Regions from separate parts of the Mus musculus genome. Here all the other regions are linked to region 2. Evidence: chromatin contacts called from public ChIA-PET and promoter capture Hi-C data. All regions are on one chromosome and are shown on one strand. Each heading gives the region's core, a stretch centred on a gene start, on an enhancer-like site or on the middle of the called end of the contact. The rest is flanking DNA. Distances are from core to core; before and after follow the strand shown.

The links. Promoter capture Hi-C pulls out the DNA fragments that hold promoters and counts their contacts. ChIA-PET counts read pairs in DNA pulled down with a chosen protein or histone mark.
Region 1: a promoter capture Hi-C map of pre-B cells shows a contact between it and region 2, with 8 times the contacts expected there. The contact joins the enhancer-like site here to the promoter of Rragd in region 2. A contact is called at or near these places in 8 of 39 promoter capture datasets (the 3T3-L1 cell line, the C10 cell line, cranial neural crest and 5 more), 2 of 115 datasets of contacts at active chromatin or transcription factors (astrocytes and large pre-B cells) and 1 of 9 other capture datasets (macrophages).
Region 3: a contact with region 2 is called in an RNA polymerase II ChIA-PET map of memory CD8 T cells, with 7 read pairs. The contact joins the enhancer-like site here to the promoter of Rragd in region 2. A contact is called at or near these places in 4 of 39 promoter capture datasets (the C10 cell line, embryonic stem cells, pre-B cells and 1 more), 2 of 484 Hi-C or Micro-C datasets (both in embryonic stem cells) and 3 of 115 datasets of contacts at active chromatin or transcription factors (large pre-B cells, memory CD8 T cells and pancreatic cancer cells).
Region 4: a promoter capture Hi-C map of pre-B cells shows a contact between it and region 2, with 4 times the contacts expected there. The contact joins the enhancer-like site here to the promoter of Rragd in region 2. A contact is called at or near these places in 4 of 39 promoter capture datasets (the C10 cell line, embryonic stem cells and pre-B cells), 1 of 484 Hi-C or Micro-C datasets (pre-B cells) and 1 of 115 datasets of contacts at active chromatin or transcription factors (large pre-B cells).
Region 5: a promoter capture Hi-C map of the C10 cell line shows a contact between it and region 2, with 9 times the contacts expected there. The contact joins the enhancer-like site here to the promoter of Rragd in region 2. A contact is called at or near these places in 11 of 39 promoter capture datasets (the 3T3-L1 cell line, the C10 cell line, the HPC-7 cell line and 7 more) and 2 of 9 other capture datasets (embryonic stem cells and macrophages).

What each region holds. Positions count from the first base shown.
Region 1 is chr4:32,053,872-32,058,554 of GRCm38.p6, reverse strand. No RefSeq gene overlaps it. Among named protein-coding and RNA genes, the nearest start is that of Map3k7, 92 kb to the right of the region's middle. Within about 2 kb of position 3,239, at least 122 of the 459 cell types and tissues checked have an H3K27ac peak or open chromatin away from gene starts, as enhancers often do.
Region 2 is chr4:32,981,516-32,986,406 of GRCm38.p6, reverse strand. Rragd (Ras-related GTP binding D) reads right to left here and starts at 3,409. Exons shown (of 7, transcript NM_027491.2): 1 at 2,800-3,409. The coding sequence starts at 2,944.
Region 3 is chr4:32,246,183-32,251,039 of GRCm38.p6, reverse strand. It overlaps a transcript of Bach2 not described here. Among named protein-coding and RNA genes, the nearest start is that of n-TGccc3, 18 kb to the right of the region's middle. Within about 2 kb of position 1,934, at least 272 of the 459 cell types and tissues checked have an H3K27ac peak or open chromatin away from gene starts, as enhancers often do. A contact at or near this core is called in memory CD8 T cells, pancreatic cancer cells and pre-B cells, where this site is marked.
Region 4 is chr4:32,167,677-32,172,505 of GRCm38.p6, reverse strand. All of the region lies in intron 1 of Gm42266 (a long non-coding RNA gene), which reads left to right. Among named protein-coding and RNA genes, the nearest start is that of Gm52717, 9.2 kb to the right of the region's middle. Within about 2 kb of position 2,300, at least 69 of the 459 cell types and tissues checked have an H3K27ac peak or open chromatin away from gene starts, as enhancers often do. A contact at or near this core is called in pre-B cells, where this site is marked.
Region 5 is chr4:32,007,311-32,012,054 of GRCm38.p6, reverse strand. Map3k7 (mitogen-activated protein kinase kinase kinase 7) reads right to left here. Exons shown (of 16, transcript NM_172688.3): 13 at 1,634-1,739. Among named protein-coding and RNA genes, the nearest start is that of Map3k7, 46 kb to the right of the region's middle. Within about 2 kb of position 2,539, at least 12 of the 459 cell types and tissues checked have an H3K27ac peak or open chromatin away from gene starts, as enhancers often do. A contact at or near this core is called in hippocampal neurons, where this site is marked.

The DNA.
Region 1 (4,683 bases), core at 1,990-4,489, 930 kb after region 2:
CACGGTGTTTTAAGACATCCTGAAGGTTGGAGGTGGGTGGGGGCAGAGCAACTAAAATAGCCCACATACTCACACAGCTAGCCCGCGTTCCACCTCCCACACAGACTCGTTTTCTTTTATTCTTATTTGAAATGGTTCCAGAAAGGCACGAATTCGGAGGTGAGTAGTCTCTTTAGTTTAGCCTGTATTTAGTTCTGCGGTGAGCTTATGGATTTTTTGGGGGGGTTTTGGTTGTTGTGGATTCGCAGACTTTTAGGATTACATGGGGCTAGGCTCTCTGATCGATCCCTCAGGTTTTGCCTGTTTTTCAGGACTGCTGCCAGGGGATTGTGGCCTCCAGCAGGCAGGGGAGCCAGGGAACCCCACATTCTGTGGATGCGCTGGGCTCGCCCTTCCTTGTTCCTATACGGACTCTCCCTGTGTCTGTAGTCATGTGCCCATCAGTCAGTAAACTGCAGCTCGGTGCAGATTGGTCCATTTCCTATTGCTGCTCTAAGGAGTTCTGACTCTATGGCTCTAGGCACAACACAATCTACTCTCTTAGAACCCTAGAAGTTAGAAGTCCAGGACGTGTCATGGACGACATCAGTCTGTAAGAGAGGGTGCACTCCTCCGAGGAGCTCTGGGGAGGACGTTGCTTGCTTCTCTAGCGTCCCACCCGTATGCCCGAGCTTTGGCCTGCTTGTTTCTCTAGCGTCCCACCCGTATGCCTGAGCTTTGGCCTGATTTTGCTTCTGCCCATGCTCCTGCCTCCCTCTGGGATCACTGAGGCCCTTAGACAACCCACAGAGTTTCCCGTTCTCAGGATCCTAACTTAAGCACACTGGCAAAATCTCATTCTTTTTTTAAAGGTTTATTTGTTGCTGTTTGTTTGTTTGTTTGTTTATATGAGTACACTGTAGCTGTCTTCAGACACACCAGAAGACGGCATCGGATCTCATTACAGATGGTGTGAGCCACCATGTAATGGTTGGAAATTGAACTCAGGACCTCTGGAAGAGCAGTCAGTGCTCTTAACCGCTGAGCCATCTCTCCAGTGCCCAAACCTGAATCCTTTAATGATAATACATTTCTCTGTTGGCAGCTGAGCACACACTTAAAATGTGCACGCACATGCGTGCACATACACACATACACTGAGATGTGCACCCCCACCTCCACACACCTTCACATGTGCACACATACACACATCCTTCTACACGCATGCATACACTTACACCGCCCCCAGCCACACCCAATCACACACACTCCAACAATCTGTAGTCTCAGAAAGTCAGTGACCATGAGCTATGATGACCACTAGATGGCAGTCTAGAAGCCACTTTCAAAATTGCTTACCTGTTCAGAGACAAATTGGGAGTGACGTTTTAAATAAGAAAAGGAAAAAGAAAGCTAAAAGTGAAGAAATGAATGGAAAAAAGAAAAAGGACAAGAAAGGAGACTGGAAATGTATCACAGTTGGTACAGTACTTCCCTAGTGTGCTCCAGCCCTGGTTTGATGCCTAGGACCATGTAAACCAGGTTATTGCTGTAATCCCAGCATTAAGGGGGTGGAGGCAAGAGATCGGGAGCTGGGAAGGGAAGGGAAGGGGGAAGGGGAAAGTGGGAAGGGGGAAGGGGAGAGAGGAGGGGGAAGGGGGAAGGGGGAGGGGAGAAGGAAGATCAATCTACTCTTGCCAAAGTTATGCATTTCCAGGGAATAAAATAAGCTTGCAAGTACCCCAGATCAGTATTTAACCAGGAAAGACGGACTCTCAAAGGGAAGGGTTTCCTCTAACCCCTACCCACAGTGCTCTCATCTTGTTCTGACACAGACTGGTAGAAGCAAGTCATGAGCACGCACGTGGGTACCGAACCCAGATGAAGATGTGCAGTTCTGGGCTACATTTCCACGAGTGGGACTAACGTCAGCAGGCTTATGCTATCTGAGCTTCCAAAGGATTCTAGGATCTAAGCAAGCAGGGCTCAACCCAGAGGCACTGAGGAGGAGGGCCACTCCCCTGATGAGAACCAGAGTTGTCAGAACTGAGTGCAGAGATCAGATTTTCCCAGCCCTTTCTCTTTATCTGGAGCACAGTACCCCGTCCACCCCCACCCCAACCCCACCCTGAGCACACACACACCTTCACTTGGGATCAGAGCCCAACCATTACTGAATTCCTTGGTCTTCAGGCTGGCCCCATCTGACCCAGTGTCCCCTGGACTGGAACTTATAGAAGACTCCTGTTTGGTGGACGTGGCTAGGCATACCTGCATTTGGACTTCATCAAAGCATTCTGAACTAGAACTTAGGATCGGTAGGCACAAGGGACAGGATTCTGTCACAGGGTCCTGTGTTTTATATATGTATGCATTGAGACAACAACAGTTTTCACTCAGGCAGACTCGGTTTAAAATTCAAGTGCTTGGAACAAGCGCTAGTTGTTATTGAGTGAATGAGGTAATCTTCATAGAGAGTTCGGCACAGCACTTACTGTTTATGTAGTACGTACTAATACTTATAATACTAATAATTATAACTCTGCTTGGGGCATACGTTCCCAGAGTAGCTTGCTCAATTACCCTCAGAGATGTTCTCCTCTGGAACAAGGTTCTTAGGATCCAGTTGGGGGAAATTTTTGCTCCTAGAGAGAGAGAGAAATGGCTCATTGCTGAAGAATGCTTGCTATTCTTCCGGGGAATCCCATTTTTCCGAGAGATTCTAATTTAGTTCCCAGCACTCGTGCCTTGCTGCTCAAAACCTCCTGTATCTTCAGTTCCAGAAACGCTAGCAACCTCTTTTGCTATCCATGGTCACGCACACACATGTGATGTACATACACACAAAAACATACATTTTAAAAATCGCTTCTAGGAAATTCCCTACTTCTGAATCGGGATTTTCCTTTGAACATCTGGTCCCGACAGGGAAGTGATTTGGATGCTGGTGACCTGGATGGAGCTCGTAGAATGAACCCACTGATCCAGGGTGCCGGAAGTCAAGCTTTTTTCTCAAATCCCTATAGTCAATTTCCCAGAAGGCTCCACGGTGTTATCTCCCCAGCAAAACGATGAAGCCTCTGGAAGGGGCTGGAAGTGCAGTGGAAAGTCCAAGTGGCCCAAAACATCGAATCAGACACCAGAAACCCGAAGTTATGGAAGACAAAAAAGAAACAAAAACAAAGCCAGCCTCATTAGTAGCGCTGGCTGTCGCTACCCTGTCAATAAAGGGCCTTTGAAAGTCTGTGCTTGTACTGCCATCTAGTGGCTAGAGAAGGCATGGCTGGAGCCGGTAAGGTCCCGGGCCGTGCTATGTGAAGGTGGTTCATCTTCCTCTTGAAGAATTTATGGATAGGCATATTGTCGGAAGCTTTTAATGATTATTCTCTAATTTTGCTTCATAGTGTCTGCAAATCACTGACAAATTTGTATGAGAATCATAGAACAGGGGCAGTTTACGCATCCGGCGGTCCAGTTGGGGTCTAGTTGGCAGAGTGTCTTTGGGGAAGGGAAAAAGCCCCGTTTCTCTTGGAGCACGGGAATCCGCAGAAGCAACGGCGTTGCCTCAGTAGCTCCGTGCTGGCCTAGCGTGAAGGAGGCCACTCACTATCTCCAGGTAACATCTTTGTGTCCTCAGCCCTCTGGTCTCTGACTTACTTGTAAATGCATGTCCCTTGCTTCCCTTTTAACTCCTGCTATCACGTTTAAAAATCCCTCATTTGAGTCCTGAGGGCTAGCAGAAAGAATGGAAACAGGCAACCTCAGGAAATAGGAGGTTAGGGGGACCCCCCAGAATATACCAGAGACCTGGGAAGTGAGAGACTCCCAGCACTCAAAGGGAGGGACCTTAGATGAAATGCCTGACAGTAGGGAGAGGAAACTTATAGAGCCCCCCCTCCAGCAGGAAGACAGGACATCAAGTGAAAGATGGGGTTGCCATTCCACAGTCACATCTCTGACCCATAATTGTTCCTGTCTGAAAGAATTACAGGGATGGAAATGGAGAGGAGCCTGAGGAAAAGAAGGTCCAGTGACAGGCCCAAAGTGGGATCCAGCTCAAGGGGAGATCCCAAGGCCTGACACTATTACTGAGGCTGTGGAGCGCTCATAAAAAGGGACCTATCATGACTGCCCTCTGAAAGACCCAGCAAGCAGCTGAAAGAGTCAGATGCAGATATTTGCACCCAACCAATGGGTTGCTGCTGACCCCTGTTGTTGAATTAGGGAAGGCTGAAAGAAGCGTAGGAGAATGGTGATCCTGTAAGAAGACTAGCAGTCTCAATTAATCTGGACCCCTGAGATCTCTCAGATACTGAACCACCAGCCAGGCAGCATACACCTACTAATATGAGGCCCTCAACACACATACAGCAGAGGACTTCCGGGTCTGTGTTCATTCAGAGATGATGCACCTAACCATCAAGAGACTGTAGTTTAGACGTCAGGTGGGGTGGGGGATGGGGACATTCATGTGGAGACATGGGAGTGGGGAGGAGGTGTGGGATATGAAACAGTCGGAGGGGGGATGAAGGGTGAATAAAACATGGACTGTAAAAAAAATGAATTAAAGAAAAAAATCCTTCACTTGATTTCAGGGAAATATTCCTTATCTGCGGAGGCTCTCTGGATTTTAGATGCGGGCTCGTTCTCTTGAATCACTGGCCCTAAGACTATCAAATAGCGCTTTCCATGGGCAGCCTTCTC
Region 2 (4,891 bases), core at 2,160-4,659:
AGCTTCAGGGTCCCTCTTGTCTTCCTTCCCTCCCCAGGGTTGAGATTACAGGCACATAGCCTCCAAAATGGATGCTGAGACTCTGAATTCAGGTCTTCATGCCTGCGTAGCCAGCACTTTACCCACTGTGCCCCGTGTCTCTGGTCCTTGTTTTTGTTTTTAATGGTTTAAAAACAAAGGACAAATGGTTGTCCCCTCAGGAGTTTTATCTGGGGGCAGCATCTAAAGATGAGACTCGCTTTACTGTCATCAACTTCATTCAGTGAAAAAAGGGTTAAGAAGTGGAGTCAGTCCTGATAGAAACTAAGCTGCTTTGAAAACACCCCTGCTGTTCATGAATATGGAGTGGGAGCCAAAGGAGACAGACAACATTTAAGTCTCACCTTAGTCGCACTACATTTTCAAGCTTCCTGGTAAAATTCACAGGGTGCTCAGGTTAAAAATGAGATTAGCAGCCTCTACACAACACAGAGTCGAGGGCCAGTGGGAACTGTACTTTCTCTTCAGTCCTGCACAGCTCCTGACAGATTGCCTTAACAAATGCCAGACAAATTGCTTGTCCTATCTTATCCCACTCCCAGCACCAGAGGTCACTGACCTAACGGGGAAAATTCCAGACCTCCATTAAATACAGACACTAAACATCATCTGTCAGGAAAGGGGAGGGGAGAAAGAGCTCACCCATCTCCATCCTTTCTCAGATTAAAGTCCCTGTTTTTCACACTACATCTCTTAAACTTGAGAACAGATAAATGCATACTTTACCAAAATTTAAATAGGAGTATGTACTACAGAAATGGATGGCTCGGCAGTTACAGCACTTGATGCTCTTCCTGAGCACCTATGTTGGATATCCATAAACTCCTCTAACTCCAGTTCCAGGAGATCTGACGCCCTCTTCTGGCTCTTCTGGGAACCTACATCCATGCAGCACACACTCAAACAAGCACACCCACACGAATGCACGCACATAAATCTTAAAACAAAACCAGCTAGCCTTCAGAAGGACACAAAGCAGGAAGTCTAAATTCTTGGCTTCCCCCCGTCCCAGTCCCAGATCCCTGGGAATGGAATCGGCAGATTGTTTCAGGAAGTGCTGGCTGTGGAAAGGCAGATTTTCTGATTGTTTCTGCTTCAAGGCCTAAACTGGAGAACAGAGACCAAAAGGGAAAGTGTTCAAAAGATAAAAGATCAGAGAAACTAACAGACCACCTGTGTAGCGCAAAAAGCAGAGCAAAGCTAGGCTTCTGCAGTGTTTGCCAGAGCAGAAATTAACATGCAAGATCCCTACCGCATGACTACACTGTATCCTTTTATAGCAAGATTCCAGGATTCTGCCTGATTCGGGAACTCCCAATGGGGCTGGGGGGTGGGCGGTTATTACCGAAGTCATCAAAACATAGCTGCAGGCAGGTTAGCCTTTAGATTAACTGCACTGCGAGCCTCCCATTCTGGGCTCTGGAAAAGCCTTTGTTTCAGGAATTCTTCCCCTCCGGCAGGGGTTTACTTCAAATCAAATTTCAAAAGAGCCCCCAGGCCCTCCAATAAAAAGACTACAGAAAATAGGTTCTGCCCCTTCCTTGCAAACTCTCTGGCCCCCAGGACAGTATCAAATAACTGGCTTTCCCCTCTAGAATAGGATCTTCTTTCTCTCTTTAAACTACCACAATAGGGAGCTACTGTGCACCTATCTTTGCAAATGCCTTGCCAATACAATCCCACTCAGCCTTTCCCTGGGCGGATCTACCAAATGCTATATAATAGTAAAGTACCTGAGCAATTTAATTTTTTTGGGAAAAAAAAAAAGTGGCTGAACGATCGACCGTGGGACTAATTAAGGGAAGTGCGGATGAGTGGAGCGCAGAGGTGCACACACAAGTTTAAATAACGGGGAGCCAGCACTAGTCCTCTCTGGAGAAAAGCCAGGAAATGAGGCGACTTGAAAAGCTGTTTTTCATCTGCCAGACTTAAGTCTTAGTTAACTGTATTCCCTTTCTGATTCACTGAAGTACCTGCCAGACGCAAAATCAAAACTGTCTTCCGAGAAAGGCTTTGTAGAGAGAATTTTAAGTTCCGTTCGATAGATTCTCAATAAAAGTTCTTAAAACTCCTGTCACGGGTACTTTCATTCCTCGGTTTCTTTAGTGTGAGACACTAAAGAGATTAATCCTTTCTCTGGGATATTTACAACTCGGAGAACGTTAACAGCCCCGTTCAACTGACCTTTTAAAGTGACCTTCCGCTTTTGTGGGGAAAAAAAATTTTTTTAAATTAAAGAAAAACATTCTGGAATCCTAAACTCAACTTCTTTGTTGTGTCCCGGGAATGAAATGCAAGCAGCCCCCAATCCGAAAGGCTAACTTCAGCTCCTTCGGCAACAACAAACAGTTGGCTTCAGCGGCCAAGGATTGCTCGCCAGGCGCCCACCCCCGGGTGCGACACGAGATGCATTCAGGGTGTCTGGGGACCTAGAACCCCGCGGTCTCCCGGGAGACGCGGATACCACCTGCAGCGCGGGCCCCGCCCCAGCGCCCCGGTCCCACGCCGCAGACCCTCCCGCGGCCACGGCGGGGAAGAATGACACGCGCAGCTGTGGGCGACCCAGCCGGCACGCTGCCGCCAGCTGCTTCTTTTAGCTCGACATCCGACCCTGCTCCCCGCCGCCGTCTGCAGCCCGGCCGCTCCCCTCCCCCACCGCAGCGCCCCGGACCCGCGCGTCCCGCATCCCCCCCACCCCCAACACACACACACACATCGCTCCCAGGGCGGGGACCGCGAGCGCTCGGCCGGTTGGCTCACCTCCCTCCTCCGGCCCGCTGTCCAGCTCGGCGTCCGAGGACTCGGGCCCATCCTCGTAGCCCGCCAGCCCCACCAGCTCATCCTCCTCCTCGTCCTCGCCGCCGTCCTCACCCTGCGGCTGCGGCTTGCCCAGCACTTGGCTCATCACGCCCACGCTTGCCTCCAAGGTCCCGCGTGGGCCGAGTGGCCCGCAGCGCCCTGGGGCCGCGCCTGGTGAGCAAGGGGGTGGCAGTGGAGCCCAGCCCCCTCCCTGCCGCTGCTGCCCGAGAAGCCAGCCGGAGCGCGGCAGTTCTCCCCGGGAGCGCGAGGGAGTGACTGCGTGACCCGAGTCACCTGACGCTTGTCACACACACACACACACACACACACACACACACACACACACACACACACGCAGCACCACCGGGCGCGCGCTCGCCGGCCGCAGCCACCGCTTGCTCGGCCACACACGTTCTCCCCCTAGAGAGAATTCGGGTGTCCAGAGCGCACTGGCCACCGCCCTCGGGGACTTCTGCTCGCTTTCTCTGCAAGCGTGGCCCGGGGACCACCCGGACCCTGCCGCCTGCTTTCTGCAGTGCCCCTGGCTTGTGCTGCGGTCTTCAGGCTTTCTACCCACACCCTACCCACCTCCACCCCACCCACCTCCACCCCACCCCAGTCTACCCCACCCCCACTAGGCTGCCCCTCAACTGTGCGGTACTCAGGCCCCACCCCCACCGCCACTCCAGCCTGCGGGAGCTGGGAGAAGTGCACAGTGGTGGGGTAGTTTCCATAGCAGCTGCCTCCTAAAGTGCCTTTTAGTTCAAAGGATTTCCCAGCAAGAATACTCCAAACTGTGGTCTACGTAGACATGTTTCCGGAGAAGTCACATGTCTCGTGATTTATATATAAACATGCTATACTAAATGATTCCTTTGCAACCTTCGGGAAAACCTAAAGTGTATAACGCCCTCGGGGCTTCTTATGCCCCAACTGCTATTGTCTCATTGGTGTAGTCCCACGTGTTTTAGGGCTTTTGTGGGAGGTGAGGGGCAGCTCTCAGATTGGAATAGAAGCGATGTGGGATGAGGAGGTGCTCTCCTCCTTCGCCAGCTGCTCAGCACAGTGTGAGCACCCTTTTCTGGGGTGGGGGGTGAGGGAGAGAAGAGGAGGGAGGGAGGGAGGGGGAGAGGGAGAGAGAGAGGGAGAGAGAGAGAGGGAGAGAGAGAGAGAGAGAGAGAGAGAGAGAGAGAGAGAGAGAGAGAGAGAGAGGAGAAAGTCACGTGCATAAACTTCCTTCAGTTAAACAGCGGGCCAGCAAGGTGATCCGGATCCTGCAGGTGCCAGCAGCTCAGCAGGTGGGGAGAAAGGCAGCTCAGCCTGGACACTTGCGGCCCGGGACAGGGCTTCCTAGGGGTCCTCGGAAAAATCTGGGTAGGAATAGGGTTACTAATCCGTGACGCATGTCCTGGATTTCTTCTAACTGGGTGGCTGCTTTCAACAGGAAAGCTTCTCCAAGGAGAGGCAGTAGAACTCTTGTCTGCATGGTCAAGGTCGTTCCTATGCCACATACAAAGATGTGAACTGAAAAAGGCTTTTGAGCGAAGAAACAGTTTTGCAGATATATAAGCAGCAGAATTTAGGGAGTACAGTCAAAGATTATCAGGTGGGAAGCTCACACCACCTCCAAATTTAGTGGGAGGAAGTGAAGGGAGCCAGTTCTGTAGAGCAGCCAGGTAGCAGCACCCCCACACCACCCCACATCCCCGCCCCCACCCTCCCCACCCTCTGGCCAAGCAGATAACAGAAGAGGGCCCTGGCTGCTTTCCTTCTTCCTATCTCTGTGTGGTCTCCTGGGAATGACTGCCATTGGTCCAACACACCCAGAAACCCGTGGGCAAAGGAAGACTGAAACCAAGTGGAGGCCAAAGGGTGGATGGAGAAAGCCGACTCTCGTTACTCTCCCCACCGGAAGGAAGCAGCCTTTTCTGACCCTCATGAGAACACCTTTACCACAGAGTTGGTAGACGTTTCAAATGAGCCATGACTCTCAGGTGCTCTCAGAACTCATTTCTCACTGGCGATTTTACTTCTATAGCGAAGAGAGTGGGCT
Region 3 (4,857 bases), core at 685-3,184, 730 kb after region 2:
AGCGATGAAATAATCCACTTTGCTTTCTTAGTCAGAGCGAAACTAAAAACAGTAAGACGAAAAAACAATGGGGTCACCATCACACCTACAAAAACACGATTTCATACTCTGGTGACATAAAGAGGTCAGGGGGGAAAAAGCTCAAACTAACATTTTCCAACCTTTCACTGAGAGCAGGGGCTAAAACCGCATGTTTTGAAGGGCTCACGCTGTGTTATTATTAGAAGTCACAATTCTATTGACACTGATGAGTCACCCCTTATCGACAGAAACCAAGACCGTCCGTCAGCATATGCTACAGTCACTGTGGCTTTCTCTTTATTACTGGTCAGAGAGCCCTCCTTTCCTGGAGAAAGCTTCTCCAGGCTAGCAAGAGGCTCTGTCTCAGCCCCTGCTCAGCTTTCCCTGCGCCAGCTCAGCAGCTTTGCATCATCGTCTGGGAGTCTAGGATGATCTGATCAACTCCCGTCCACAAAAGGAAGTTTATGTAGCGACCTCAGAAAAAACAGCATTTCACACTTTCTGACGAAAAACCCAAACCGGAGCTATGTAAACAAAACAGGCAGAGGGAGTCAGCTAAGTCAGGTGACAGCATCTTCCTGACCCCAGGCTAGGCGCTTTGTTTTTGTTTTCACATCAATAGCCAGCAACAGATATAAACAAAGGCTGTGGTCACCAGGGGACGACTTCACTTGCTAGTCACACCCCCTTACTGGCCCTGCCTCCTGTTTCTGCTGCCCACAGAGGGAGAAATGGGCCAAGTGTCTGTAATGCCAAGGAAGTCCACTTCAAGTTTTAAAAAGTCCTTGAGGGGGTGCTAAGTCGTTAACAGCAGAATCTCTCCTTACCCATTTGTCTGGGTTTGAAGATTCCCAAAACAATAAAGTGAAAGCCAATTCTTCCAGAAATGAGGTTGTGCCCTATGCTGTCCCTGTAGAGGCAGACATGTGCCTGCTTTTCCTACCAGCCAGAGGCTGTGCTGGGGAGACAGAGGGAAGAAGAACCCAGCCAGTTCACAGTGATCACAGACCCAATGACAGCCGACCTCCCACCCTCCCCAGGCCATGCTGGTCCTAAGCACCGCAGGCAGAGCAGCCAAGGGAGCCCCACAGCCCCGGCACATGAGTCAGCAAGGGGACTGCTGACTGCGCAGCACTGTGGCATGTACAATGCAGGGTGCAACAAAACCGGGACACACAAGAATCTCTGCACGCATGCACGCGCACGCGCGTGCGCGCGCACACACACACACAGACACACACACACACACAGACACAGAGACACACACACAGATACAGAGACACAGACACACACACACAGACACACACACACACACACAGACACACACACACAGACACACACACACACAGACACACATACACAGACACACACACACACAGACACACACACACAGAGACACACACACACAGAGACACAGACACACACACACACCACCGCCGCCCACTTATTACTTTCCTCTGTTAGAACAAAACATGCAGATAATCTACACCCTGGCTCAAAAATAAGTAATGACCAGTAATAATCAGGAGTGGTAATAAAAAAATTTAAAAAAAAAACAACTCACTCTCCGTGTTTCAATGTGTGGAACAGCTGCATTCAAATCTCCTGAGCCAGTTAATTTTAACTGGCTTTAATTTTAACTAGATTTAACTGCTTTTCCTCTCCTCTGACAAATCAAAATAGCTGCCCTATCGACCACAAGAACCGGTAACCGAAGCACAGTTCCTGTTTTTCGGAAGAGACTTGCATTCAAAGCCACATAGGAGGTGTTTAACATATGTGGGAATTGAAGTGTTGAATGAGGGAGACTGAAACTCAGACACGAACTCAGGCCCCATTGGCGGCTTGTACAGGACCATCTCATGCCAGACTCTGACCCACGTGCCTTCAGTTCTGCTCTCTCATTTAACACAGAATCCCAAAGTCCACGTGGAAGGTCTGGAACTCAGAACGCATTTCCTCAAAGCCAAGTGCAATGTGCCCATCAGGGGGCATCTCAGGACAGACCACAGACCACTCCAGCTTAAAAGTGTGCACTGGAGGTTGTATAACTTACAAGTGGGAAATACTACTGCAACAACGGCTCCAAGAAGAATGAAGACAGCCCCCAGCCCCACCCCCAACCAACCGAGTCTGGGAAAATGTCTAATTAGCAGAGAATGAAGGACCAAGTCTACTACGAGACTTCCGCACAAAGGGAAAAGAAAAGTATTGATAGTTATTCTCAATTTTAGTCCCAGGAGGAAGAGGATGAAGGGAGGAGGAGAACAAAGAAGAGAAGAGAAGAGCTGGTGACTAGGGAGAAGAGGTTGAGGTAAGGAGGAGAGAGAGCAGGAAGAAGGGGGAGGAGAAGGACTCAGGAAGAGTTGAAAAAAGGAAGAGAAGGAAAGGGTTCTGAGAGCTGTGGAGTCGGGGAAGGGACGATGGAGGTATATTTACCCTCAGGAACTAGAGCGCACTCTCCACTGAACTACCCTTGGGCAGAAAAGCCTCTCCACACCCTATATCACGGATGAGAAAGACCGAGTCCAGCACAGTTCCAGAGGCTGGCACTAGATGGCGCCACCAACTCAACATAGCATGGTTGCTGGAGGGGTAGCAAGCAACTCTGACTTCATCCCCCAGGAGTTGTTTACCAGGCAAGGGCTTTATCTAAAACAAGCACTGCTCCCTTAACCAGTCAGCCTCTCTTCATGTCCAGAGAGCACCACTGTGCTAACAGAAGAGGTCAAACCAATTCTGAAATAATTTCCTCAGTCCATTTTTATCAATGAAACTGGGGGGAGGGGAGTGAAGAGGATGGTGGAAGAAGTTGGGTGCACGGCCTCCCCTCACCATAATATTCATGAATTCAAGGATAATTTCAGAGGATGTTTGCCATTAACTGACAAAAATCCCAAACCCTTGGCCACGTTGTTTCCCCCTTGAAGATGAGTTTAAATGTCACATGACACACCTGTGACAGGCAGAAGAATTCAAATCCAGCGTCTCACAGGTGAAGCTCCCAGAATAACAGATCGTGGCAAATCAGCCATGTTTTACATCTTCATTTTACTGTGGTTGTGTCCTCTGATCAGCCTGTCTCCACTTCCTGCCGGTGCTGAGCTCCTGACGAGACCCCCTCACTCACCATGGCACAGAGACCATCAGCTGATCACCACAGTGGAACATTCCAGGCTTCCTCTCTTGCATACTTCTTTGCCTGTCTCTCGCTCAAATGCTGACATCTCACCGAAGTAGTGCACTGGGTATGCTGAGCAACCAATTTCCTCCTAAAACGCTATTTATACAATCCCTTTCTGATACTGGCTTGAGGTCAGAAGGGCAGGAACTGGCTATCACACCAGGTGGCCAAAGGCAACAGAGTGTAACCTGGAAGTGGCTGCAAGAGGATTCTGGGAACTGATGGCAACATGCCTGCCTAGCTTCCTTACAATTCTGATAAGGACTGCTGTCCCCAACGCTCGTCATCCCATGGAATGTGTGCGAAGGAAGGGTTAATTTGAAATGTGTCTACATTTTCCTCTCACTGAATGGTAATAATATCTTTCACAGATAATTTCTCTTTTTTTCCCTTCAGTTTGACTCTTCAGGGTTTATTCATTTGCATAATATGGAATCTTGAACCCATATAGATATTCTACAAATCAATGTGAGTAATTCTCCCACTAAATCAGCAGCTTTAATTTAAGCTCATCATTGTTTGCATAGAAATCTTCATGCACTCATCTGCCTGATTTTTTTAATCACTTAAAACCTCCAACACTGACACACTAAGTATCTCCGCATTTAGCTATCTCCAAATTTTGAACTCATTGCTAAAAAGAAATGAGCCACAGTACATTCATACGCTCTATTATTTCCCAAACTGAGCCTTTCCCGTGCACTTAAGGTTCAGCCAGCCCCAAGAATGCCTCTTGACTGAAGTGTCAATTTGCTGTCCAGTCCAGGCAGAGTGGCGCTGAGTAAGCACACAGCCGTGACCCTCACAAACCCCAGGTAACTGGGACACTTGCCAAGCAGAGTCCTTCAAACCCATTCAGATCTCCAGCTCAAAGTTGCAACATGCTAATCTGGCAAGATAATCTCTTCCTGAAACTGCCTCGAATGGGGACAAAGGTCACTACTTTCTCTGTCACTGCTTGCTAACATTCCCAATTAGGAACGCTAATGGAATTGGTCGTGAATGCCATTCTTCCTCTAGTGTAGAGTGCTCCCAGGGTAGAGTGCTCCCAGGATTAGAGGAATCATTGCTTACAATTTTTATCCTCTTCTCTCACCAAAAAACCTCAAATAGCAAATTCTTCAGCCATCAAGAGGCCGGAGTGTGAAGAACAGAGTTAAAATCTGAGGATGGAGAAACAGGATCCATGTTCCACCTCTTTATCTTTGGCTCTCCTGTGTTATCACTTTTACTTTCAGATGCTTAAATGCTTACTAGGTCAGATCCGAGGAACACAGTTATTAGAAAGTGAATCACGAGGCTGCCTGGAGATACACATTCAATTCAGGTTCCCAGAGAAATTGTTTTTTTTTTTTTTTCAAGTTTGTCTTTTGGATAGATGTCAAGTCAAGAAAACAGCCAGTATTTCAGAGTGAGCTGCCTAAATGTCCACTCCTGATATCAGCAACGGAGGTCCCACTGAGGGGGACACACAGCATGGTGGCCCCTGCTTGCCTCAGATATCTCCTGCCCAGTCCCTGCTTTCCCAAGCACTATCTGCTGCCATCCATGATTCTGCCCCAGGTTATTAGGACGACTGAGTTCATGCAAGCAACACATACACAGGGGAAAACAGAGGTGCTTGCGCATGCGTCCTAGGTGACCTGTCTTAA
Region 4 (4,829 bases), core at 1,051-3,550, 810 kb after region 2:
ATCCTGGTTCTCTGTCTTTCATCCTTACAGTCCAAAGTTCCTTACGATCTTTTCATCCCATCTCCCACAATGCTCTCTTATGTGTGGGAATTGTGCTGTAGATGCATCAACGGGAGTGGACCAGAGCATTCCTGTGTGGTTAGATGAACTTGAAGCTACAGTCAGGTTCCTCTCACTGTATCAGAGGTACACCACAGCACTTTCCAACTACCATTCCTATTAGTTTATGAACAGTCCACACCCTCAAAAGACCCAGTCTTCCTTATATCCGTGTGCATTGTGGTTTTGAACCACAATGAGGAATTTTCAAAAGAACTATGGAAAGAAATGCATTTAAAAGGAGATCCCAAAAAATAAAAAAATAATAATAATAAAAGGAGATTCCAATTGTTATAAGAGAGGCTTCATCCAGCAACTGACGGAAACAGTGGGCGCAGATGGATGCAGAGACCTACAGCCAAACATTAGTCTGAGCTTGGGGAATCCTACGGAAGAGGGGTCAAGGACACCATAGAAAAGTCCACAGAATCAACTAACCAGGGCTCATAGGGGCTCGTGGCGACTGAGGCAGCAGCTGGGGATCCTGATAGGTCTGACCTAGGTCTTCTGCATATATGTTATGTTGTGTAGCTTGGTGTTCTTGTGGGACTCCTAACAGTGGAAGTGGGGATGGCTGTCTCTGACTCTTTTGCCTGTTCATGAGACCGTTTTCCTCTTGCTGAGTTACCTTGTCCAACCTTCATAAGGGTTTGTGCCTAGTCTTGTTGTAACTTGCTATACCATGCTTGGTTGATATCCCTGAGATGCCCGTTCTTTTCTGAAAGGAAATGGAAGAATGGATCTGGGGCGTAGTGGGGATGGTGGGGAGGGATTGGGAGGAGGGAGCGAGGGGGAACTGCCATCGCGATGTAATATGTGAGAGAAGAATAGTTTAAAAAAAAAAAGGAGGTCTGGTCTAACATGATTTGGAAGGGAGTCACCTGATCTCATGAACATACCACCCACTTAATAAATATTCATTAAAATGGTTTTAAAACCCACAACACAGAACCCAAAGCACTTACTTAGTTCACCCTGACCATGGTAGTCTCTCTCTGGAGTATACTGTCCTTTCCTTAGCTATCTGTCTGGGCTGACTTCTTCATTCAATAACATAAGAAGCAAAAACCTTTGCTCGGTAACAACAGACCGACCCTTTTCCTGCTCCTTTTCCATTTCTTCCAACTTGTGCTTACGATGTATTATTAAGAATATCACCCAAAGCTTAGAGACAAGGCGAGATGTCTACAGGCCACTCAAGATTGCTCTCAAGTATTAGTTAGCAAGCTAACCTGAGATTCAGCTGAAGACCAGAGGAAGGAAACACCGACTTCCTAAATTTACTACCAAGGAAGCTGAGGTGCCGAGAGGTTAACACTCAAGTCGTGAACAGTGAGCAGTGGAGTTGACTTTAGAGGCCAGAGCCAAGTGCTTGCCGACCACTTTCCTGCACTCCTTCCCACTGACAGCGACCTTCATCACTGAACTTACCCATCAGCCAAGTGAGGAAGTTGGAAGGAATACCGTTACCCACTGCTAGCTGTAGCGCCTGCAGATAACGTTTTCTGTTAAAGGGAAGGGCAACTGTGTGACATCTCAGGGCGCACAGAAACCAATCCCAGGGGCCGCCCCAGTTCAATGAGGCTCATCCAGAATGCAGTGGCAGCTGACCTCAGGGAGAGTTTTGCTCTCACTGGAGACCTTGGTCTGCAAGACCTCAGGTGGACACTGCTTAATCCGTGGCTAGGTCTCCTGGGTTAACAAATGCTGTTTTCGGGAGATAATGGCTGAGTATTCTATTGACTTGCCTGTGCTCTTTCTCTTTGATAAGGGAGGAGGGCAAGTTCTGGGAGAGGTGTGGCTGAGGGGGTGGGGGAGGGGGAGGGGCCGGTCCATACACTGTAGCATTTGCGACAGGAGGGCTTAGCACTTCCTCCTGCAGCAACTTGACCTTCTGCAGCCCAGACAATGCTTGCTCGCTCCTTTAGATTTTTCTTTTTTTTTTTTTCTTGCTCATTTACCACAGCTGTTTGTTGTTTTCTTAAATGCTAAGCTTTTTATAGCTCTTCAGTTACTTATAAAAAGTATCAGTTATTCAGGCCATATGAGCACCATCTCAGTGCTGGTCTAATGAGCAGCCAGAACACTGAAGGCCTATTTCTGTCACTTCTATTTTTTCACGGCCTCCTGCCCCCTCTCCTGACTCTCACGACTTCCCTCTTTGGACTCGTGTGACTTCAGGATTTGGAATTCACTAAAGTGTTGGTCTTTGCTGTTTAGGAATAACTCGTCAGTGACTCACCTCTTAGTCTGTTTTTGGCTCTCCACTGTTAAATGGGGAATGGGGACCTCACCCTGCAAGCCACAGCTGCTTTCAGAGCTGTTGAGGGTCTCACACCTGCACGAGTGCACCTGTGTGCTCTAATGGTTGTCAAATTCCCACTAAGGATCTCACTAAACAAGTGATAACTTTCCAGTCCGCATCCTCTATGGAGAAGAGTGAGGGCTGGCCGCACGGCGAATCCTGGTAGGATCAGAGGAAGAAGCCTGGGAAAGGGTACAATCAAGAAAGGGGGGTTGTATATTTGAGGGAACTAGGCGATCTCTCTGGCTCTTGGGCGGGGTTTTTTTTCTTTTTTCTTTCTTTTTTTTTTTTTTTTTACAGTGATATCTGTGTGTTGTGCACACATTCTGTAACTGCTTCTTGTGATGAACATACATCTTTGGGGAAAATATTATGCACTTACTGGAAGATGACATCATTGTGAACAACATGGAGAGGACCCCTAGAAAAGCCAGAGTGTCCTGTAGGGACTCTGCCTAGCAACACCTGACCCACTATCTGGACTGAACATGATTAAGTCAGGGGTTTATTTTCAGGAAAAAAATATCCTCAGACTTGTTTTCTTGGTCCTGAAGGAGTTGAAGTGTCCCTTTAGAAAAGAGGACAAGTTACCTACTGTATATGTGGGATGCTATTGTAGAAATGAGTCCTCACTAACATGTTTTGAGATAGAAATCAGACCTTATTACAATTATTAGCACTGTCTCTGTCTGTCTGTCTGTCTGTCTGTCTCCGTGTGTGTGTGTGTGTGCAGCATTCTGCTGTTGTTATGTACGTATTTAGTTTTCCAATGCTCAGCATTAAGTTAGTTTGCAGTTATGTGTCTACAGAATGATGCCTAATATCTACTGAGCACACTCTACAGATCCCATTCATCTTTAACTCCACAAGCTCTGTGGTGGTGGTGGTGGTTGCTATCGTTTTAATTTTACGTGTGATGATGTTGAGACCCACAACGTTCCTACATGTAACAGAGGCAGGGTGTGAGTTCAGATTGACTGAGTCCAGCCAGCACTTAATTTTTTCACACTGTATTTCAAACACTGTCATATAGTTGCCTTGCCTGCTCTTTGAGACCTGGAACAAGGGAGCACCTGGAAGACATGGGCATCACGTTGAAACACCCACCACGGGGTGATAGTTCTGTGAATAAACGTGTAACAACACAAATAAAGTAAGAACTTGCTGAGACAGCATGTACGCTCAGGGGTAGCTAGGGTTTGTTGTTCTTTAAGCAGAGCATATCACATCTGGTTCTGGCAGCAGTTTTGAGATGCTTTACAGACATGTGTTCTGAGGTCTGCCTTCTGTGTGTGCATCACCTGAGCGAGAGGCCAGACCTGTCGGGGCTTCTCAAGGCCTTCAGTTCCACTTCATTCAGAAAGTCATGTTACTGACTTCAAAACTCTCATGGGTGACAGTAGTTCACTATTATCTTTCTCTAGCAACACTGGACTCAGCCAGCACTCCTGACTGCTATACTAGACCTCTCATAGTGAGTATGTGGTCCCACACTTATATTTTTCTATTATAGATTAATAACCTAAGGGATTTTTAAATAATTTAGGATTCAGATACCCATTCTCACTTGAAAATTATTCCATGATATTAAAATCTATTTATCTATTCTCTACAACCTGTGAATTCATCCATCCCACTGAATGCATAAAGCTATAGAGATTCACAGACTTTCCATTTTCCATCCACATTTTTTTGGAGAGAGGTGCACTTGCTGTGGTGTGTGTGTGGAGGTTAGAAGCCCTGGTGAAAGAAGGCTCTCTCCTCCTGCCATGTGGGTCCTGGAATCCAACTCGGGTTACCAAGCTTGCAACAAGAGCCTCTGCCCTCTGAGCTCCCTGCTGACCCTGGCAAGTCTTTCTGACTTTGTAATGCCTCTTAGTTTTCTTTTGGGAACGTTATCTCCAGGGCCCTATGGAAGAAATATGGGGATTTATAGTTTCATTTCTTTAGCTTTAGTTCATTAATCTTTGAAGTCTACTATTGGAAATAATTTTGAGTCAGAAAAGACATACAATTGATCCACAGGTTGTATAAAAAATATACTCGAAACGATTAGTTATTAATGTAGACTAAATAAGATCACACACACACACACACACACACACACACACACACCCTGATGGGCTAAAATTAAAATAACTGACAATATCAAGTGCTGCAGGAAATGTAAATAAATCTAAACTCTCAGTTGTGGTAAAGACGTCAAACGACATGAGTGCTTTCAGAAACCCAGTTTGTCAATTTCTTACAATGTCTGATACATACGGTTCAAGTCCTATGGATGGTCACAGATATTTTCTTTGTAATTGTCCTAACCTGGATGTGACCCCAACATATACCAGCTGGCCAACAGACAAACTATACGAACCCTAGAATATTACGTTGTGATAAAAATAAACTCAAAGATGCAACCATATAGATGGGT
Region 5 (4,744 bases), core at 1,290-3,789, 970 kb after region 2:
TGTTAAGGATCAGTAACTGTGAGTGCTCAGTCCTAAGTGGGACAGCTGTATCAACAACCTAAGAAGGCTCAGGGAATATCACAGAAGAGGAGAAAAGAATCCAAGAACCAGAGGATCTCAGGAGGCGGTGAAATGCTGGCTGATGGACAGGGTCTAGGTATTCCACTCATCAATCCATTGCAGCTGTGGCTACCCACACAAGATCAGCCAATCAATAAACCAGCATAGAAGGCGAAGAGGCTCATGAGGCCCCACCCTTAGCTGAGCAAGTGATAGCTGCTGGAGGAAGGGGAGTTACAAGCATTTTCCTTGGAGGGGTGTGGCTGCTGCTAGGTTGCCCAAGCGTGGTGGCTGATCCAAACCCTAGGGTTTTGGGGAACAGTAACTGGATTCAGTGGGTCACAAAAAGAAGACAAAGGAGGAAGGGGCATTGGGGAATGGATCCAAAAGGAGTAGGATAATCATGTTGGGGATGTTCAAGATATATTGTATACATGCATGAAACTGTGGAAGAATAAAAGATACTCTTATGAGGAAAACATGGAAATTGCTCAACCTCACTAGCCACTGGGGAAAAATGCAAATTGGAACTTTGCTGTAATCTCACTTCAGCTGCCAGAAGAGTACCCTTATGTACACTGCTGGCAGAAATGTAAACTTGTCAGCCATTGTGAAATCACTACAGAAGATCCTCAAAACATTAAAAACACTAAAATAGGCCCCTGGATGTTTACCCAAAGGACTTCTGTTCGACAAGCGCATCACAGCAGTACTTCCACATCCATGTTTACTGCAGCGCTATACATAACAGCTGAGCTACAGAACTCACTGGGATGGCCAACAACAGAGGATAAAGAACATGCCACAGGTATACACAATAGAGTTTCCAGTGTGTCCTTTGTAGGAAAATGGATGCAACTGGAAACAAGTTAAACTGGTCTTAGAAAAGTATTTGTTTTCACTCCTTTGTGGTTCTTTAACTTTACAGATACATAGAATCACGTTTGTGTAAGACATCAAAGTAGAAGTGAAACTGTCTAAGAGGAACAATGAGGACTAAAGGAAGGAGGGTGGGTGAAAAGAGTGGTACGGGGTATGTTCATTATGCATGAGATACTTTTGTGAAAATGTCCTTTCACGACACAGTCATGTATCAGGAATACACACAATGGAGACTAAACGCAGATCTGAGACATATTTGGGAGGAGTTGGAGTAGGGTTCGAGATGGTCTAAATATACTGTATTCACGTATAAAACATTATTAATAAAAAGTAGAAAGTCAAGTAAAGATGCTGGTGGTCATTGTTAGCGATATGGGAATTGTAGTTACTGAAAAGGTCCAACAGGAACAATCATGATACAAAAATCACAGAGTGAAGTACAAGAACACATGCTTCCAACTGGAAAAATCTGACTATTTTTAATATACGTGTTTAGTATGTGGGAGGGAAAAACACACACAGGGTAAAGCACTTAGTCTCTGCCATAACACTCCAAGGGCATTTCGAAAGCTACTGCCAAGTGGTTGATTTTATAAACATGAAGATCTAAATAATGACATCATGCTTGTCTTTGTAAAGATTAATGCCTCAAGTCAATCCATTTTGTATTACAAGGAACTAGACTGGTCACCTGTGGAATCATCAGGGGTCCACGGGTGACTGCGAGCTGGCTTCTCTGAGGTTGGTCCTGAGGTAGTGATCATTCTGACACTAGGGCTGGATGACCGGCTGCTCACCTGTGAAGAAACGGTAGGAGGAAAAGCTGTCACTTTTTTCTTTTTTTAAAAAAGAATTACAAGACACATCTTCACATCCAATAAGAGGCAAACATTTTCAATTTTTACTAGTAGATGCCTAAGACTCTTGAAAGCAGCATTCTAAGTATATAGTCAGTGTATATCAAATTCACTATGCATTCATACATAGCATCTCTTCAAAACTTACAGAGAAATAAAGCCCACAAAACAAAAGCGGACGGGTAGCCCTTAAGCTGCCAATGCTAAGACTTTACAACCCTGGATCGTCTGTTATGTTGAGGAACTAGTAACAGAGCCACCAATTCTCTGTAGGATGAGAAGGCCTGCTTAATCCCCGCTCAAAGCCAAGGCTCGGGAATGCTTTGTTCTGTGGGAAAGAGAAAACTAGCAAAAAATGAAAAACCTTCCAATAAAAGCAGTTGGCAAGCCCAGCATGGTGGCAGACAGCTGTGATCAGCACTTGGAGGCAGAAGCAGGAGGAACATGAAAGTCCCTTGTACAGGGACACGAAATGAAGGAAGACAGAACTGAGCGACAGTATGAGAAATGAGACAGACGCATGTCCCATGTTTCACATGGTCAGATATGGTCAAATTCCAGAAAACAGACAAGCAAAAAATAGAAGTGGCCTCCCGAGGGAAATGGCAGCTACAGGTGAAGTGTCCCTAAGTCAACAGATCTGAAATTAGAAATGCTTTGAAACCTGAAACTTCCAGTGCTCACAAGATGCCACAAGTAGAAACTGTGTACCTAACAAACACCTCATGTGACTGAAGCCATCATTTAAGTGACCTGCAGGCGATGCATATTGTACAGAGAAAACAAATGCATGGCAAGTTCAGGCCTGGGCCTTATGAGCCAGGTGTCCCATCACATACATGTGTATATTTCAAAATCTGGAAGAAAAACCCTCAAAGCCAGAAACACAACCCATTTCATGCTTTTCAGAAGAAATATTCAACACGCACTCACAAACCATGAGCTTCAGCCACCACGGAAGCCAGAGAATGCTGGCAGAAGACTGCCCGCAGCCTGGAACAGTGAAGAATGTGCTCAGAACAGCATCTGAAATGATAAGCCTCACCTTACCTACCTCACAAACTCCTACAACAGGAATGTCTAAGCAGGAACTTTACTTAACAAGAATTTTTTTTTTTTCCTGGACCAAAGGGCTAAAATTCAGTTTCCTTGAAGAAAATCCTGATAAGAATGGGTACTAGTCTTCTCCATACTGAAAACAGTAGGTAAGAAGACAGTAATGAACTTACAAAACTACCAAACAACACAGAAATATAATCTACAGCATCATAAAACCAGGATAAGCAAGAACATTGCTTTTAAAATGCTTGGGTTTTTCAGGAAAAGCAGGCTTGGTACAAATGTTAAAATCTCCAAGGTATTTACTACAAGTGGCATGATCTAACTTTTCACCTAGAAAGGCAAAGGGGATGAGAAATGAGAAATGTACCTATTCCACCTCAGAGATGGTAAGAGGATAAAGAAGAGTCTAAAATAAAGATGGACTAGTTTACCAGGAAAAGGAACAAACGCAAACTACACCATTAAAGCACAAAATGCAACAAAGCACAACCCCCAACCCTGGGGTAGAGATGGCTTGGTGGTTAAAAGTGCTTCCTGTCTCTACAGGGCTGACTTTCCAGGGGGCTGAGGAGGTTCACAGCTCTGGCACCAGGGAATCTGATGTTCTATTCTGGCCTTTTTTGGGGACCACACACATGTAGCATGCATATGTGCACGTACACAGAGACAAACACATAACATAACATAACATCCAACAGTCAGGATGAATTAAATGTGATCCTAAGAGATGAATCTAATTTACATAAGTTAAAACAGGGGCTGGAAAGATGACGGGTTGTTAGGAGCACTCCCTGCTCTCCTACAGTGCCCAGGCCAGGTTCTCAGCTCCTACATCAGATGACTCCCATGTGCCTGAAACTCCAGCTCCAGGAGATCTGACACACCCAGCCTCCTCGGGCGCCTGCATACTCCTGCACATCCACACCTCCCATTAAAACAACAACAAAAATGTGAACAACTAGAAAAAAATGAAGTTAAATAGAAAAGATAAACCATGTAAAAAAGCACTCTAGGTTATGTTAATAGAATATTAATATTAAAAATATATTTTAAAACCAAACAAATTAAGAAGTACTGATGTGAGGTGTTCTACGACATGGAAAATCTGGGTGTTGTAAAAGGGAGAGGAGCCCTAACCCTGAAATCTAGCAGGAGCCTCTCACCAGCGGAGAAGCAGGCATTCAAGCAGTCAGCAATGGAAGGCCCTTCTCCCTTCCCTGCCCTAAGTGTCCTAGGCATTTTGCCTGAAACTTCACTTACAGAAAAAGATGTATACCAATTTCCTTCTACACACCAGGAGCTTGGGGTTCATCTAAGGCACCTCTAATTCTACTGTATAATCTTGCTTATCCAAAGAGAAACAAAGAAACAGAAAGGATTCCTTCCAACCCTGAGCTGTTAACTTGAGAGTAACCAAATGGTCCATAGGGCTAGTGCTAAGGCAACTGAAACTGTCCCTGGAGAAGCCCCAGGTACAGCTGAGGAGCTTACTCGGCAGCACTCTGAGAAGCTCGTGGGTTTTTTATTCTTGAGAGCTAGCACTACAAGTTTTCCAGCATCAAAACTCTAATTCCTGGTTTGGCCCACGCTGATGTCTCTAAAGTCTAGAGGAAATAATTCTTCAGGCTGCTGAAGGCAGCAGTGAGAACCGTGTCTCTGCCCACTCAGAGTCTCAGCTTCGGCCCCACCATTTATTAGTCCCACACCTTTAGGTAAGTTCCAAGACACAACAATCAAACAAGGGCACATTAAAGGCCTTGACCAAAGAACAATGCTCTTTAAGCTGTGGCTAGAAGCTGAGTGACACAGCTGAGTAAACACAGCTGAGATCACGCAGTGGTGCACAGCACCAACTGGTCCCTCCCTAGTTCAAAACCAGGTCT